Linked DNA regions of Gasterosteus aculeatus: region 2 is linked to region 1. A link is a contact called in public Hi-C data. All regions are on one chromosome and are shown on one strand. The core of a region is the stretch at or near the end of the contact, and the rest is flanking DNA. Distances in the headings are between cores, read along the strand shown.

What was found. A called contact is a pair of places that touch in the nucleus more often than the background predicts.
Region 2: a Hi-C map of skeletal muscle shows a contact between it and region 1, with 4 times the contacts expected there. The contact joins the promoter of chs1 here to the enhancer-like site in region 1. A contact is called at or near these places in 2 of 6 Hi-C or Micro-C datasets (skeletal muscle and tail fin).

Annotation. Positions count from the first base shown.
Region 1 is chr12:14,531,594-14,536,749 of fGasAcu3.hap1.1, reverse strand. No RefSeq gene overlaps it. Among protein-coding and RNA genes, the nearest start is that of myom2b, 33 kb to the right of the region's middle. Within about 2 kb of position 2,644, at least 1 of the 9 cell types and tissues checked has open chromatin away from gene starts, as enhancers often do.
Region 2 is chr12:14,820,360-14,825,515 of fGasAcu3.hap1.1, reverse strand. It overlaps chs1 (chitin synthase 1), which reads right to left and starts at 2,762. Exons shown (of 36, transcript XM_040200509.2): 1 at 2,626-2,762. LOC120833991 (CUB and sushi domain-containing protein 1-like) reads left to right here and starts at 2,858. Exons shown (of 75, transcript XM_078085041.1): 1 at 2,858-3,113. The coding sequence starts at 2,984.

The sequences.
Region 1 (5,156 bases), core at 1,395-3,894:
TCAGCTGTCATGATCATCTGATGTCTACACACACGCACACACACGCACATACACATACACCATAACACATAGAGAGCCCACAATCTCTTTACTTACTATAGCTACCTGCACAGAGTTATGTAAGTGCTCTGCATATTTCTTTTATTGGGAACCAGGACATAAGAAAGACTGAAAAAATATACAAACAAACCCACGCAAACCAAATGCTAAAACATCCCTTTTGTTTTATCTCGCTTTTATCTCGTATTTAAATAAATGTAGAAAGAGCAAATACACATCAAATACACACTCATAAACAGGTTTTGATTATGCTCTCAAACACGGAAAACGTAGCTTTGTCCCGAGGTTGAAATGTCGGAGCAAAGTCAAGGACCCACTAAATACAATTTCTTTCCATCTTGTTGATGTGTTCTACTTCGTGTATATAAAAACAAAGAGAAAATGTTACAGGTGACTGGGTAGCTGACCCTCACATTACTAGAGAGAGCAGGACAGCGCGTGTGTGTGTGTGTGTGTGTGTGTGTGTGTGTGTGTGTGTGTGTGTGTGTGTGTGTGTGTGTGTGTGTGTGTGTGTGTGTGTGTGTGTGTGTGTGTGTGTGTGTGTGCGTGTGGTTTTTCTGACAAGGATTGGCCGTGACAGGGGAAAGTGTAAGGGCCTGCTGCCAGGAGCAACATCATCCTGCTACCACACACACGCATACACACACACACACACACACACACACACACACACACACACACACACACACACATATATGTTGCATCATATCTTTACAGTTTTACTTTTAATATTTATTGGATTTTTGTATTTACGTACCATTACCACTCTTTTTTTGTGATTTCAGCTTTCTATCCATTCATTTTTTCCTTTACTAACTAACATCTTTAAATGCCAATGTTAATATCTTTTTATGCCTTGACTATCGTACCCATGTATGTTTATTTAATACTTTTTAATACCACCATTAACAATATCACCAAATGAGAGAATATCTGATGGAAGTTGTTATGTTTGCCGGTAGAGTGCTATGGACATAAAGAATATGTACTGCTGCACCGTGATGCTGTTTAGGTGGCTCCTTGTGGCCAAAATTAATTATTTAGAAAAAGTGTTAAGCCTCCAGCACGCTGACCCATCTCACTGCAGGATTAATCAATTATTAATTACCAATTAAATATTCTAATTTTCATTTGATCTGTCAAATTGTGTCAGTGATATTTTTCCCTTCAAATTAACATTGTATTTCACTAAAAATATTATTGGAGGTAGTTTTGGTTTCAGAAAAGGTTGTGAACTGAGTCTGAACTGTTTTTTGCAAAACAATGCTGTGGTTTCTTGATTTGTTGATCTACTTCACTTGATTAAACACAAACAGAAAAAAAAATATATATATATATATATTATTATATATATATATATATATATATATATTTCTATATTTCTTTTATTGTGAAATACAATACCCGCAATGACAGCAGGTGTGTTGCAGATTTGAGTCTTTCTCATTAGACTGTCTCAGGGGTATCTGATCCTCACAACCTTGTGGGCAGGAGTTCTCTCCTCTAATTGTAGGTCACAACCACAACCACTGTTTGCTCTTGTCCATACATGTCTATTAAAGCATAGTTTTACGCAACAGTATGCAGCTCAATGGACTACTTCACATTACAAAAGGTTGGTTTAAATCTGACTTGACTTTGGACCTCACATTGTGTCCTCACTAATAACTAGGCCACCTTGTATTAAATTTGATAGAGCTTCAAGTCAGTCAATAACCATTTCAATCAGGGGAGACACTCATTTAAAGAAAAGATGGTTATTTACTATCACCGGGATAATATGGGATGATAAAGACTTTGCAGAGTTTCTGATGCCTGGACACTGCAGGGAGATTTGTAATCGATTAGTGTCTCCCCTGAGCAGCAGCAACATAAATCCCCCATGTGGAGTCCAGACACTGATGGGAGTTGTAGTTGATGAGGCTGATAGAATGACGAGCTGATGAAGCTGATGAATCTGACGAAGATTGGGCGGAGATGGGGAGGCGCAGTGGTGCGTAACAGCAGCATGAGCGAACTGAAGGTAGAGAGACAATTTCAAAAAGACGGCAGCAAGATCATAGGCTTAAGATGTAATTGCTTCGTCTTGCTTATTGGATAGGAAAGACCAGCTGCTCTATACAGCCGACACCATGATTGACAGCCCCGGATACTGTGCGCAGGGAAATAATGAGTGAGCATGCGTGAGGAGTGATTGGCAGCATGTATGAGAAATAAACTATGGATGCAGGCATGCAGGAGTATAGTCTTACATTAGGACTTCACTTAACACAAAAATGAGAATTTTGTCCTATTGTTAATCACATATACTGAATATGGTCAGACAGTGACGATTTCTTAAATATAGGGAACATGTTGTGTGGTTAGTTTTCTTATATAGTGTAGCTATGTTCAATATTAAAGATGTCAAACATTTAAGATGTATCAGTGTCACCCTACTTGGCTTCACTGTGTAAGCTGATTTAGTAACGTCCTTTGAGAACAACAACAACAATGACGACAACTGTGCAATGTGTAATGATGACGTTTAACTTATATATGTATATGAAGACACAAACGATGCAAATGACTCCGGCTGCATCACGTTACAGAGTCCAACATACACTAAGGGAGACGATTGGGTTTGATACCAGGATGTAGTTTGTTAAATGGATCACTTTTCTGACCTAGACACGTGTCTTGAATGTAAAATCTCAACTTTTAATGTAGATACGTGGTTACATTGCATCAATAAAAACTGTGCTGTACAGAGGAAGCAATTTGGGATCATCTGAAAGTTGAAAATTTCACATTATAATAAAATTACTATCAAAGAGAATTCCAGACATGCATGACTGCTTAGCAGTCTTGGTGGTGCTGCTTGCAGGTGATGGCTCGATGGCTCCTGCGCCAGGGTGAATTGTTGAATTTGAAGTGGCTGATTATGATGTAGGTTCTTCCTCTGAATCTGCCCCTTTGGCCTCATGAGATGCAGACACCTGTTCACTGTGCTTTGGCTGCTCAATGGAAAAAGTCAGAAAGAATATCTGGTGCATGAAACAGACAGGTGAGGCCAACCTGGTGTGCTGCCTTCACATAATAATCTCAGTGAGACGGCTGGCCAGCAACGCATCAAGTGACAAATGAAAATTGCCAGCAGACTTGACAGCTTCTTTTGTCAGTGTGCCTCCGACATGTTGACACACATCAGGGACTGCTCCTTTTCCAAGGAGTGGCAAATACATCTACATGCGGCTTGGGATGAAATGAGGCACATTATTGTGAGCGTGGGTATCGTGTATTCTGCCACACAGATATACGCAAGAATGAACATGTTATACATGTTTTTAATGATACACGTTGCCTATATATTCCTCCATCTAACTGCATCGCCATTGCCATCTCTTCTTCGGTCTCACATCAGTTTTTCTCATCCAACTAATGTCAATGAAGCAACTGTACGGCCTCCCGATTGTTGTCACCTCAACATTTTGGGGTTGGATGGTGTTTTCTATGTTTGTGTGTGTGCAACAGAATGAGAGAAAGAAATGAAAGTGTGAGCGTGTGCAAAAGATAAAGAGAGGGCGGGAGAATTGCACAGTGTCAATGTGAGTATGTCTGGCTGTCTGGTGGGTGTGCCGGTGAAGCTGCAAAATCATTTAAATTGAGAACGGAATGCGGGGATGCTCGCTAGTGATTCTGATCGGAGCCAAATTTCTCTGTCAGAAAAGTCCCCAACCAGCCTCCTTGCAATTTCACAGTGATTGGAGAAAAAGAGAGGGAGGAGAGACTGAGAAAAGGAGGAATAAATGAAGAAAGGGCAGTGGAAATAAAAAGAAAGTAGAAGGATCTGAGTTAGAAGAATATAGAGGCAGGGAGACAGACAGATAGAGGAGAGTATGGTAATATTGACTGCATTTTGTTAGAGATTTAGCTGTGGGAGGCGGGACGGCTGTCATATAGGTCTTCCATCACAAAATAATTCAACTTTCCAGGAAAAAGGCACTGATGTTAAAAGCCTTCACCATTCTCAGTGACCCCCGTTCTAACGTAAATCCATTTTTTGTAAAACAATGAGCCACTGTGCCAACCCTTCCAACGGCTCTACTGGGAGTAAGGCCGATGCTTATGGTTCTTTCAGTCTAGAAGATGAGTGCATGATGTTGACACAAACAATGCCTCTAGATTTAATGCATGTAAGAGGCCACAATGTCCCAGAAGAGTGACATTAGGGCTGCAGCTCTAGTTGAATGCCAAGTAGGTGTGCTGCCCTTGGACCAGAGATCCAGGGTTTAAGTCCCGATGTTGCCAAGCCTCCAACCGCCACCGACACTTAGTCACAACGAGCGCCAGGGGAGCTGCTGTGTAGCGGAGCTACCCAACTTCCCTGCAGAGGGAGAAGCACGGTTCCCTGCGATGCATCACTAGAAATATAACAGATATGGACAGTGAGCTTGCCCCCGTAATGTGTCTTGAGCATGTGAAAGGAAAAGCGTGCACACAAAAGGTTTCTGAAGAAAGATAATGGCTGAAGAAGAAATGTCCAAAAACTTAAAAATGAATAATCACACCATGGATCTAATCTTCCTTCATGTCATAAGGGTATCTAAATATCCCAGATAGACAGAGACAATTCTGAAGTGGAACTGCAGTACATGTAAAGTTTTATTATGAGACCATCAAACATCATCAGGGCACTCAAACATCTGTTAGTATTGCTGAGGCTTGAGTGTTAGCTTAAAACATATTTGCTAATAAATTGTACTTAACAAAGTCTAATTAAAATGTTATTTCATGTCTTATTTCAGGCCAACACCTTTGATCATGCACACATTGTTTGATATTTCAGTTAAAGCAGATTGTGTGCCACTCCATTGTTGTTGGATTTTTTGTGTGATCATGCAACATAAAGATTATAGCTTCCTATTTAGTTCCCCCTTCCTCTCTTCCCCCCTTGTTTCTCTCATCATCCCCGTTCTGCATTACCCTAACCTTCCCTCCCTTTCTTATATAGCTGTCTTTTTATTTACAGTAAAGTGAAGAAACGGTTATCTGTGGTGAAACACTGAGACAAGCTCGCTGAGTAACATGCAGATTTTTTTCTCCTTTCTCACTCT
Region 2 (5,156 bases), core at 1,513-4,012, 290 kb before region 1:
CCAGAACCTCCACTCCACCGGTGCTTCTACCAGCTGATTGCGGCTTAAATGTTTGGCTGCTCTTCATCCCTTATACCTCTTCGAGCACAGTGACCACTTCATTACCGCAAAGACGATGCTTAGGACATCTCCTTGGAGCTTTCCTTCACGGTAGCACATCTATTTACTTTGTTCTGAGTCATTCTGTGCCGATTCACGGTAAACAATGTCCATAACCTTAAACCTCCTCTTCCCTTCCGCTCCTTCGGCCTCTCTGACCAGCAGGTGGCAGCCTGACTACACTGAGCTGATGAAGGGAGCCGTCCATGGTGCTGAATAAAGGCTCTCAATCCATCCTTCAGATCTTTACATCTCCACCGTTATCTGTGTCTAACATTCCGTCTACCATCAGTATCAGTCCCTGTATATGTATTTACCTGTTTGTCCCCCGTCCTGTTCTCGTTGCCCATCTGTCATGGAGCAGCAGCAAATGTATGTCTAACGACCCTCTTGTCTGCGTTGAGAAGACACGTCTTTTTAGGAGTGTATGCTGTTATAAAGAGTCCTACCAGTGGATGTAAAAAAGGTTTTTTATAAATATATATAAAATGACTAAACTAGCCTTATGTACCGAGAGCTAGCAGCTTGATGGATGACTCACAGTAATGCTGTAAAATGGTTCTACCCACACACACACACACACACACACACACTGAAACACAGACTCATACTAACACATGCAGCGCAACAAACCCGAGCACACACATAGCTACTGTATTACCCATGTGGCACACACACACACACACACACACACACACACACACACACACACACACAGAGGCTGCGATACCAAAGTTGAGATGGTTAACAATCTTTAAAAGGAACAGGGAAAGGTGCCAAGTAGAGCAAAATCAGTGTGGATTACCTAGTAAGAGATTAGTAATAAATCTATTTTGAAATTTATATAAAGCAAAACAAAGCTGCATTAGCCTATAAATCCTGTAACATGTGGTCGAAAGAGCCATGAGGGATCTGAAGCAAAACGAGGATTAGCTCCAATTCGTTTTTTTTCCTGCTGTAGTCTGACAGCTAGTGAAACATCCATTACAACAATGCTAAAATCTAATTCTAAAACTAAAAGAGCTGTGCTCTACGTTGTTGTGAAATGATATGCAAAACACATATTAAGACTATGTTCAAGTTCCATTTAACGGGGTGTTTGCTTGATAGGCCCATGAACTGCCAAGATGGCACCAAATGGTAAAACCTCATCCGAATCCTGAAACAATCTCCGAAACAAACCACAGGTCGTGTCGCAAAAGCCAGGTCAGTTTTTGGAGTCTCTATTTCAGGGCCCCACTCACGTCCTTCTGTTCCCTGATATGTGACAGTATCGGGTGACACTTTCTGTAAATACAGTAATGGGCCAAATTTGGAGTGACGTGTAATTTGCATTTGCCTCTAAACGCTGTTGGTCGTCTCGGTGGATCAGCGAGCTGAGTCTCCACGTCGTGTTTGTAGCGTTGTAATCTTGTTAGCGTGATCCTCTGCACATGCCACCAGGGACCGAGGATCAATAACTGGCTCGTGGCTCCGTTTTGGGTGCATTTGCAAACACACACACATATATCCTCTCGCACACACTTTAAGAGATGAGGGAATCAGAGTGGTGTTCATATGGCACTCGGATTGATTGGCAGCAGGCAGGTTTTTTTTGGTGTTTGACACCATGTCACCGACTCCAATCACAGTCTGGAAATATGCTTAAAGTGTATTTTGTTTGTCTTTGGCTGTGGTACACACACACACACACACACACACACACACACACACACACACACGCACACACACACACACACACACACACTCTCTCTTGCCTCCCTGAATCCGTTTCCCCTCATCTGTACTTCGCTTGCTATCTTCACTGTGATTTCTTGTCCCCTTTTCTCTTTTCCCTTCCTCTTTTTTTTGTCGTACTTATTCGTTCTTGGTTCCTTTATTTTTCTTCCTTCCATAGTTTCTTTAGTCTGTAGGTCTGTAATGAATCTCCTTCCATCCCTCTTTTGACCTTTCTCCCCTTTCTTTCTCCTGACATTGCTCTCTTTGCCCTCCTCCCCTCTCCTTTGCTCTCGCCCTCGCTCTGTCACTTGTTTCTTCCTTCCTGTCCTCTTTCCTTTACTCAGTCTTTTCCAACTCCCCTGAGCATCTTTTTTATTCCCTCTTTTATATCCATCTCCCCACTGTCTATTTTCATCCTTTTATTGAAATCCTGTTTTTTTCATCCTGTTTTTTCTCTCCATTTCATCCACTACGTCTCGCTCCACCCCTCCCTTGGTCTTACATTGATCTTTTCTCCTCCTTATTTCCCTTTTACGCCCCCCCCCCCCCCCCCTCCTTCTCCTCTAGTCCTTCTCCTTTTCCCCATCTGGTTTACCTTTCTTAAATCGGCCAGACCTTCCTCTCTCCCTCCTTCTTCCTCCCTGTCTCTCTCTTAGCCACACTTTTTTTTCAACTTCTCCTCCCCTTCTATCATCCACTTTTCCTCCTTCTCCTTTGCTTCCCCGACTAACACCCCCCCCCCTCCCCCTCCCTCTCTCTCTCCCTCTCACTCAGTCGTCGCTCGCTCGCTGTGCTGTGCGGACCTACCAGCCAACTCTCTCCTCTCCTCCGCGGCATCTCTTCATCTTCTCCCCTCCTCTCCGGTCCTCCGGTCTCTGCTATGACCGCTCACACCGCAGGCGTGTTGCCCGATCTCAGACCGACCACCCGTCACCGGTTATCCCGTCCACACGTCAGCATGGACATGTGTGTGTGGGGGGTTCGTGAGTGATCTCCAGGTGTCTTTTTTTTTTTTAAATAAAAAAACGAAAGGGAAAGGAGGAGGGGGGCTGCCGTCCTCCTTCACCCCCCCACCTCCCCCCCGCTTCCTTCAACCAAGCAGAGCCACCAAAGGTGGGGAGCGAGGCTTAAACATTAAGCCAGCTTGGATTTATTTAGCAGCAGAATGACGGATTTGGGAGCGCCGGACACGCTGCTGGCGGGGAGCAGGCTGAAGAACGCCGGCGGGTTTAGACGCGACCTCCCGCTTCTCCTCCTGCTGGGGCTCCTCTTCGGGGATTTCTCCTCGTCCAACGGTGAGTTTTGGAGGTTTTCCGTGTGTGTGTGTGTGTGTGTGCGCGCGCCCGGGAGCTCGCATGCCTGCGTGAGTGAGTGAGTGCGCGCGCGCGCATGTGTTGGAAGGCAGCACGATAATCGCAGGTTGGTTCGTTTGCTTGTGAGCGCGCACGTGAAAGGTGGTCGATTACTTCCGCTTCGTTGCCGCGGACAACGACAGTGCGTGTGCATGTGTGAGTGTGATTGTGTGTGTGTGCGTGCGTGTGTCTGAGTGTGCATTCAAGGGAGAGAGAAACGGTGAGAGTTTAAGCGTGTAAACGTGCGTGTGTGTGTGTGTGTGCGCGCGCGCGCGTTTGTCTCTAGGGATGGCGTCCGTGTGTCCGTTTTTGCGCGCGTGTTCGGGATAGCGAGAGGTGGAGAGATGGACAGCTAGCCAACATGCACGGACAGTGGGTCGTGTGTGTTTATGTGTGTGGGGGGTGCGTGCGTGCGTGTGCGCACGCGGGCGAGAGAAAGAGAGCGCAGTGCCCAAACTTGGACACGACATTTCATCAGGGGAGCAGCATGCTCATTTTTTTGGGGCCTCCACTTTGAGGATATTGTTTCCAAAACAAATGAAACCAACTTTAAGAAAGAAGAAACCCCCGCATCACGTAACCCAGACCCCCTGCAGACATCAGGGGGATCCCGTCTGACACACAACCCGTTTACATCGTGTTTGCTATGAGGCAACATCTTGGCAACTTGTGTTACTGTCTACAGTTGAGCAGGCGCAGACAGGGGGAGATGGCGGTCCGTTCCTCCTGGGGGGCATCTGGAGAGGAAATCCCATGCCTGCTGTATAACATGATTGTGTGGAGTCACCACACACAGAGGAGCGGCTGTCTCCGTTGCTGCACAGGGTCTGATGGTATGACGGGGATGTGATGGCAGCTCTCCCCCCCGTCGGTGGGGATTTAGTCACCGAGGACGTCTTCTAACGTCAAACACGGACAGAGAAGAGAGCGTTAACATTCTCATCGTTGGGCGGTCACTGTTACTGTTTATCAATAGCTTCTCTGTGTGCCCTTTTCCTCCCTCTCTTTCTCGATGCTCTCAATCCCTCCCTCCCTCCCTCCCTCCCTCTCTCACACACACACACACACACACACACACACACACACACACACACACACACACACACACACATGCACACTTCTGTCCGCTTTTCCCACTTTGCGATACACAACAACAGTGTTCCATTTCCTGATAATTGTACGTGCAGCGATATTTGGTTCCATTCGTTTAGACTGTCAGCCTGGAATCAAAGTCATTGGAGTAGAGGAGTCATTGTAGGAGAATTGGGCGCGTTGATGAATATGATGATGGCTTCTTCAAGCTGTTTGTGAGCGACTGCTTCTTGTTTTCACCTGTGTTTCATCTTTCACTCCAATCTATGTGCTCACGTGTTTGTGACTGTGTTTCCTACGTTGTTTTTCAGCTTTGCAATCTGCATTTTTTTGGCCCACTGAGATAAGCAGGTTTTTTTTTTTTTGCATACCTGCAGCTATTTTAGTTTTTGAGGAGGAAAGACCAATTAAGAAAGTTAAAGGGAAGACTGACATCTGGAAAGACAGACGGAGTTTGGCAATAATGTATTGCGTCAAACCTCAAACCCCGTGTTGTTTTCAGCTTTTTAAATCTGATGTCGCATTTAAAATATCAATTATTGATTGACTGAAAATGTCACTTAAAAATGTCATAAAATGTATGTTTAACTGAAGGACAGAATGAATTACCCAGGCAGCACTGAACTTTGTGACAAGTTGTGACAGTCACAGCTCTTTTTTGTTTGACTTGTCTTGTTTTGACAATTATATTAGAGGTTCTTTATATAATCACCACATTTAATATCTAGAGTTAACATGTGGTTGTAATTTCATCATGGTAAAAACGCATACCACTACATAATGAAATAGAAAGTAAACTTTCTAATAACAAAATAAAATCCCCCCAAAGGATTTTGGATTGAGCAATATTAACTCATTCATACAAACAGATAAAATAAAAATGCATACTGTAAC